Regions from separate parts of the Rattus norvegicus genome. Here region 2 is linked to region 1. Evidence: chromatin contacts called from public Hi-C data. All regions are on one chromosome and are shown on one strand. The core of a region is the stretch at or near the end of the contact, and the rest is flanking DNA. Distances in the headings are between cores, read along the strand shown.

The links. A called contact is a pair of places that touch in the nucleus more often than the background predicts.
Region 2: a Hi-C map of liver shows a contact between it and region 1, with 3 times the contacts expected there. The contact joins the promoter of Rfc3 here to the promoter of N4bp2l2 in region 1. A contact is called at or near these places in 7 of 12 Hi-C or Micro-C datasets (the A7r5 cell line, the Rat2 cell line, Schwann cells and 4 more).

What each region holds. Positions count from the first base shown.
Region 1 is chr12:5,033,213-5,037,184 of GRCr8, reverse strand. It overlaps N4bp2l2 (NEDD4 binding protein 2-like 2), which reads left to right and starts at 1,509. Exons shown (of 6, transcript NM_001005533.2): 1 at 1,509-1,620; 2 at 3,780-3,972. The coding sequence starts at 3,780.
Region 2 is chr12:5,833,603-5,837,857 of GRCr8, reverse strand. Rfc3 (replication factor C subunit 3) reads right to left here and starts at 1,290. Exons shown (of 9, transcript NM_001009629.1): 1 at 1,141-1,290; 2 at 145-282. The coding sequence starts at 1,227.

The DNA of each region.
Region 1 (3,972 bases), core at 260-2,759:
ACTTTGTAACCTCCAAAACTATGGGAATAGGGGTTGGGGATTTAGCTCAGTGGTAGAGCACTTGCCTAGCAAGCGCAAGGCCCTGGGTTCGGTCCCCAGCTCCGAAAAAAAGAAAAAAAAAAAAACTATGGGAATAGATTTCTAATACTTTTTTTTTTTTCTTTTTTCGGAGCTGGGGACCGAACCCAGGGCCTTGCGGTTGCTAAGCAAGCGCTCTACCACTGAGCTAAATCCCCAACCTCTAGATTTCTAATACTTAAAAATGAAAGAAAGGCATTTTTAACAGTTTAAATGGACCAACACAGGAAGTATATGGAAACTTCATCTTTGAAATTTTATTTGGGCTGGTGAGAGGGCTCAGTAGATAAAGGCACTCACTGCTAAGCCTGGACAACCTGAACTCAATCCCCAGGACCCAATACTGGCCAGGAGTTATGGCAGTAGAAAACTGCCAGCTCAGCATGTGCAAGGAAAAATGAGAAAATAAAAGTATTCCTACTATTTAACTTTTCAATGACATGTTATTAAAATGTAAGATATTACAATGAGATGACATCACCATGAATGTCAAAAAGAAAAATGTTTCCCTTAGGGTGGGTATAGAGGTGCAGGCCTGTAATCCAAGCAGGAGAATCAGAAATTCTAAATTCTAGGTGAAATTACCTTGGCTTATATGGCATTTAAGGTCAACCTGGTTTCCATGAGATCTGACACACTCCTGGTTTTCCTGTGCACCAGACACTCACTCTGTGTGTGTGTGTGTGTGTGTGTGTGTGTGTGTGTTTACTCAGATAAAACACATAGTAATTTTTTAAGTGTTTATTTTTATAAAAATGATGCAGAACTTGAAGCTAAATACGAGGAAACAAAAGTTGCTGTAAAAATTGTATTTCAAGAAGATCCTGCAAGAGGATAGGTTGTGAGCCCTCTGGGTCATAATAATGGTGTTAAGCATTCTAATGTAAATATTCTACACTGTGACTTTTAGCTATTATACTTTCAAATTAAAACATTATTGTGTTGGAGCCAAGACCTATTCGAATACGAGATGGCCGATTTTCTTGTGGGGGTCCAAATGAAACAAAGAGTGGGAGTTTCAGAAAGTATAATTACTTTCTGAGAAACCATAGCAACCGAATTCCGTTATACAAAATGTTTTCTCCTTTGAAGCCTAGTCTGATTCTTTTGTCTCTTAAAAAGCCCGAAAACTGTTCACTCACCACAGAGGCTTGCGCATCCACCTGGGGGCGCCAAGCACTCTTGTTCTTTTCCTTTAGTCGCGAACGCCAGAGAACGTCGCTGCCTTTACAAAGTTGGTGTTTCTTTAACTAACTTCCCCAACTCCAGGACTGGGAACAAGACTGAGTCTACGTTTGTGGCCAAAATAGCACAGGCGTCATGCAATGGACTCTGGAAGACTGAGTCTCGGTGGCACGAGGTAAACTAGGATTGCAGGGAACGCCGGACTTCAATCCCCATAATGCCTGGCGTGAGCCCGCGGTGCTGCATGGGTAATCCAAGAGGTGGCGGCCATCTTGTGTATGGAACTGCTCCAGTCTCGCGTCTCTTTCCAGCTCCGTTTAGTAGCTACGTTTTGGACGGTCTCTCGACTTCCCAGAGGTTCGTGTATTCGCGGAAGTTCTTTTTGGGGGAGGACTTGGGGAGGAAGGTGGTGGAAGTACATACAGAGCTGTGGCTTGAGGTGAGCAAGCGTCCCGGTGTAGTTAAGGGAGGTATTTCCGGTTTCATCTGAGGTGAACGGCCGAGTTTTCACTGGTGGCTTGACGCGATTCTTTCTATTTGTGAGCGTGGAAGCCCCAAAAGAAACCTTTCAGCCTTCGAGGCCTCCCCGGATTCTTAGAAGGGATCTTGACGTTTTCCTTAGGGACGGAGAAGCTGGGACGCCTCTGTCCTGGCAGCTTGCCTAGGGGTCAGGAGGCCTGGGGGCCCAGGTAGGGTACTGGCGATGTTAGTGCACCCTCTGCTCTTCCTCGGGTATCTCTGACGTTAGAATGAGGAAATGGGAGGATGTGGCTGAGGTGGGGGCTGTTTCCGGGAAAATGGCTTTCTCCGCAGTTGGAGCTTCCTTCATCTCTGCTAATGGCCTGTCTCCTTTATTCCCTACTTTGTGGGGGTTTTAGTTTTGCTTCCAAGAGCAGGCCGAGTGAAGTACTGACTAAAAGAGAGCTTTTGGTTTCTTAACGGTTAAAAAAAAAAAAGATAGGAGAAGCGAAGTTGTGATTTTTTTTTTTTAAGGCATAGTCTCTCTAAACCAGGTTGCTATGGAAGCCATTTGTGTAGACAGCCCATACTGGACTGGAACTCTCCCATTGACAGCATTACAGGTTTGAGCTACCATGGCCTGTCAAGAGAAGTGTAATTTTAATTAAGTTAGTTTATTGACAGGGTCTTGGGTAATTGAACTTACTCTGTAGTCCAGGCTGGTTGTAAACTCCTGATCTTCCTTTCTCCATCTCCCAAACGCTAGTGTTTACAGCCATAAACCACCCTGCCTGAAAAGTGAACTTTTTAAGTTAGAGAAACTACTAGAAAAGTTGAATGTTTTGATTTTTAAAGTTTCCTGATTATTTTTCCTGAGCATAATTTGTATCGTCACTGAAACTCAAAACTTTTTTTTTTTTTCAAATTCTTACACTCAATTGGGAACTGCTTTTACACTACTTGAAAGGAAAAGGCCCCCAAGGCTGCATTTTAGTTGATCTGGTATTTGGATGCTAAAGAGAGATGATTGAAGTTTGGAAATTGAAGCTTATACTCCAAAAGACATGGTGATTTTTAAACAGGAAGGTATTCATGTTTAAATTCAATTTAGAAACACATGTTCAATTCTGGATCTATACATACACATATAAATACACACAATATGGATTTAAGTTTCCAAATTTAGGTTCCTAAACTCTAGAGTGGATTGGTTAAAGATAGGCTTGTAATCTCAGCAACTCAGAAGGATGCAAAGTTCAGGGCTTCACTGTATTCTACAGAGTGGATTCAAGGCCACCCTTGTCAACTTCGACACTCTCACAACATGAAGAAGACATAGGCCATAACTCTGTAGTAGAGTGTTTGTTTAGCTTGCATGAGATAAGTTCATCTTCTGTACCTCCAAAAAATGAGGTGCACATATATTTTTAGATGATAATAACTTCAGACTCCTCCCATAAATTATTATAACAGAACTTAAAATACGTGATTATATGGGCTGGAGAGATGGCTCCGAGATTAAGAACACTGTCTGCTCTTCAGAGGTCTTGAGTTCAACACCCAGCAACCACATGGTGGCTCACAACCATCTGTAATCAGATCTAGTGTCCTCTTCTGGCCTGTGGGAATACATGCAGGCAGAAAGCTGTATGGTATATACTAAATAAATAAATATTTAAGAAATACGTGATTATAAAATTATAGTTTGACTGTAGTTGAGAAGATCCTACTATTAAATGCTTGTGTAAAAAATCCTAAAATCGGGGTTGGGGATTTAGCTCAGTGATAGAGTGCTTGCCTAGGAAGCGCAAGGCCCTGGGTTCGGTCCCCAGTTCCGAAAAAAAGAACCAAAAAAAAAAAAAATCCTAAAATTCCTCTCAAGAAAACACTTTTGTTTATATTTTTACTTTCTTTTTTTTTTTTCTTTTTTCGGCGCTGGGGACCAAACCCAGGGCCTTGCGCTTGCTAGGCAAGCGCTCTACCACTGAGCTAAATCCCCAACCCCTGTTTATATTTTTAAAAAATATGTCCTAATAATTGTATGCTTTACTCCTCAGATGCCTTATAGTGAAATTGAAGCTAAGTTTTTGGGACCTGGAAAAGAACTAACAAGGGAACCATGTTATAAAAAGTTGAAATCAGCTGTAGATGATGGTGTTTTCCCCCATCGAGGTGGACCTGATAGTCACAGAATCCAAGAGAAAACTAAAAATAATAGGCTCCCTGTGGCCACCATTAACTTCAGAAGAC
Region 2 (4,255 bases), core at 41-2,540, 800 kb before region 1:
CCCCGCCTTCACAAACATGAGCACACAGGCACACAACTTCTTAGGTCACACACTAGGGGGTCAGTGGTGGGAGAGGTAGACACATGACCAGGATTGAAAATCCCCACCAGAAACAGCTGCTAAGCCTCAACCGGAGATGCTTACTGTGATAGTCTGATGCTCAATTCTCAGTTTTTCCACCCCAACACCATAAAGTTCACGTAGAATACACATAATTCTTGTCTTTTTTCCAGCACCCGATGGTCCATATACTAAGAGGTGAGGAAAGTCTCCACACTGCACCTAAGGACAAAAGAACAAGACATTCGATCCTACTTAAAGTAGGTGAGCCAAGCTAAACTACTTTTAAAATACCAAGACACTCAGTTTATCATCCAATTCCAAGAAAATATGTACCAAACTCTGGACACTAATTTAATCTAACTTACATGCACAACACAGAACACACAAGGCATGTTAAATGCTTAAAAGTTAGAACTCCCTAAGTAAGCTATCTGAAGGGCCCGTTTGAAAATAAGGGGTGACCAAAGGTGAAATACATCTCTTAACTAAGACATATGCTTGTCTGGCCCGGGTACCCCAAAACTGGTCCTCTTGCTCAGGCGTAGGTGCACTGATTTCCTTGTAAGTTCACTTGGGAGATATAGAAGAACTTCACACTAGAACGGGGTTGATGCGAAGCTATGGAAAAGGCAGCAATAACAGTTCTATCAAACGAAAGAGTACTATTAGCATGGACGGTGTATCTTGCCTTTAGGAAACTGAACATCAACGCTACTGAAGGAAAACAGGTATTTGTATAAACAGAGTATAATGTTCTATTTTAAATTAGTGTATGCATCACAAAACAAAAACAAACCTGTAGCAGAAGCGCCTATCTGGCCCTTGCAGAGACACAGACGCCGGGGCACATCCCCATCCCCGCCCCCTACAGCCGGTCCTTGCTCATTATTCTCCATTACACTGGCCTTCTTCAGGTCCTCACACCAAACTCATGGGAACCCACGCAGCAAAAACACTGCACTTTGAGGAACTCGTCACTCTGATCCCCTCGCTGACACTGGGGCGCCCGTCTCCTCCCTTCCCCGGCTGTGCAGGAAGAGCCGAGCCGGGCAGCCTTCGCCCTCCCGGTCGGCTTACCAGGTTGCGCAGCTGTGCTGCCTGCTCCTTGTGATAGTCCAGCCGTGCAAGGGAGCTCGGCCGGTATTTGTCCACCCAGAGGCTCATGGCTGCTTCACAGCCCCACCGGCGAGCCCGTCACCAAGACAGACGAGTTTTCCCGCGAGCGCGAAAGGCTGCGACGTCATTTCCGGCAGCCAGCGACTTCCGGTTAGGGAGGCTGGGAAATCCAAACGGGGCCTGAAGTGGTCGCTGCAGTTCCCACTGCGCCACTACACCAACAGTCGTTGCGTTTATGGGGTGTGCTGTCGTTGTCCCTTTGTTCTCTCTCTGTGACATTGTAGAAAACATTCGAAGGAGTTAAAGATGTATCTCTGACAGGCAGGATGTCCAATATGAGTGCTGAGCGAAGGAGGTTTCCCCCGTTTCATTCTTTCATTTATTCACCGGTTCACAACTCCATTCTAATTAGTGCTACCTAATTTGCTATCTTTGTAGAACTGTTTTTTCCTTAAAATAAATAAATAAATAAATAAATAAATAAATAAATAAATAAATAAATAAATCAATCCGTCAATGGTCAATGAGTATTTGCCTATGACTCTGTGAACTGTGTGCTCTGAAGTGAGAAAGAAAATGAAATTGGAAGCAAAAGTATTGAAAGGGCCATGTTTGATACACTGGGATAGTGAGCATGGAAAGACTTTCAGAGATGGAGAGTGAGGCAGGTGCTACTGGGATTTGGCAACAGTGCCCAGAAGCATGACAGACAAACTTGCATAAAGACAGATAGTTCGTGGTGGATCCTAGAGTATGTGCTATGTTCTAAAAGATTGAAAGAATATGGAGAGAACATAGCAAAAAAAAAAAAAGAAAGAAAGAAAAGAAAAAAAAACCCACAACAACAACAACAAAACCTCCCCTAGTTTTACTTGTTTTCACAAATACAAAAACACAGATGCCCCCATTCATTTAGATCTCCAATAAAATTTTGGTGTGTGTGCCCCAGGCAATATCGCAGTGAGATTAATTTTTATCTGAAATTGGATTTTAATTGGTTGTCCCGTATTTTTTTTTCTTTTTTTTTTTTTTTTTCCGGAGCTGGGGACCGAACCCAGGGCCTTGCGCTCCCTAGGCAAGGGCTTTACTGCTGAGCTAAATCCCCAAACCCCCCCCCCCCCCGTATTTTTTATCTTACAGCCATGCTCGGATTTCTTCAACTTATGAGACCTGGGGTAGTAGTTGGGAAGGAGGGAGAGAGTCCTCACATCACAGCCAGTGGCCAAGGCCAGCTCTGCCCTGCTGCCTGGAGTAGCTTCAGAAGTTACTTCGGGACACCCGGAAGCTTGTTGCACCGGTCAGTCTTGGTTGTCAGCTTGGTGAGGTTTGGAATCATCATACAAACTACTACATGGGCATGTCCCTGGGTGCAGTAGAGTATTAAAGACCACGTAGTTACAGTCTGTCAATTAAGCTTAAGTTGTTTAACATTCAGAAAGATGTTCTAGGTTTTAAAAGATGCTTTTGGGATGGTAAAACAAGTTAAATCGAAAATGATTTAGGTACAAAAGTGCTTTATCTAAATTGCCAAGTATAAATAGAATGGACATTATAAACGTACATCATGCCTTAGGGTTTTCATAATCGTTATATAATCATATTCGATTTATGTTTGAAGGAAAAAGTGCTTTATATTGAAGTGAAAAGGGGAACCACAGAGTGTCTTGTGCATTGTACAGATACCTTACCCATCAATTAAACAGCCTACGGCTTAGGAAAGAAATAGAAGTAGAAGACCTGTGGGGAGGGGTGGTTTGTGGAGAAACAATTCTGGGAGACATAGAGGCAGGGGGAGAGGAGCCCAAAAGAGGTGAGGAAATGGACACATGGTACCTGAGCATAGGTAACCAGCCATGTGGCAAGATGTAGGTTAAAATAAATGGTCTTACTTCTGGGAGCATAGGCCTGGGAGGCAGAACCGGGGCCTAATGTCAACGCAATAAAGTGGAAAGAGTTCTGTTTCAAACATTCTTTTGAAAGCTAGAGTCACTATATGGAATATTCCGGGCATTTATTCTGGGGTTTCATGAGAATGTAACATTTAGTCCTTGTTTGCTTGCTTGCTTGTTCGTTTGTTTGTTTATCTATTTAATGTATGAGTAGCAAAATGCAGAGAGAATTCATTTTATTTTTTTAACATAGCGTTCTTATTAATTTGCCCTTTGAGAATGTCACACTGGCAGAGTGTTCTAGTCTTATTTCTGTTGTTGTGATAAGCACTGGCCAACATCAACTTGGGAAGTGTTTATCTGGTTTACACTTCCCCCGAGCATCATGGGAAGTGAGGGCCGGAATTCAAGCAGGAACCTGAAGGCTGGAAATGAAGCAGAAGACCTGAAAGGGCACTGCTGACTGGCTCAACAACAACAACAAAAAAAAAACAAACAAAAAACAAAAAACAAAAAACCCAAAACACATATTTTTAAAATGGTATTCACCCTTCTCCTAAGTCCTTCCCAGATTTACCTCAGATGCATTCATTTCATTGTGTCCCCACTTAGTTTGAATTTATACTTCACCTTCCACAGAAAGGAGCTTCCTTATTTGCCCAGTTGCTAGGCTGCACCCACTTCCTTCTTCCTTCACATCTCCTCATGGCGCTTCCAGCTTCTATGTCACTTCCTATTGCTAAGCAACTCCATTACTGCAGCTTGCATTATCTCTGCTCTTGAAATCCAGTCATACTGGGAAGCAGATGAGATGAGAAAGACTCTCCCCCTCCCTTGTAGAAGAAAGGAGTCGGGAAACGGTAGCGCTTCAGCATAGTCCGTGCGCCAATGTGCGCGGTGCCCACGGGGGCTGGAAGCGGGCATCTGATCCTCTGGAACCCCACTCACAAATGGTTGTGAGTCACCCTAAAGGCGCTGGGAACTGAAATCAGATACTTACAAGACCAGCTAATGCTTTTCACCACTGAGCCACCTCTCCAGACCCACATTGAGTTTTCTTTGAAGGAGAAGACGAGACTCTCGGAATGGGGGAAGCCTATCTGGCCTTCCTTTCCATGTTTTGACCCTTTAATGTGAACCATTGAATATGAAATTTCCCCACATCCCTCTACTCTTGAAGCAAACCA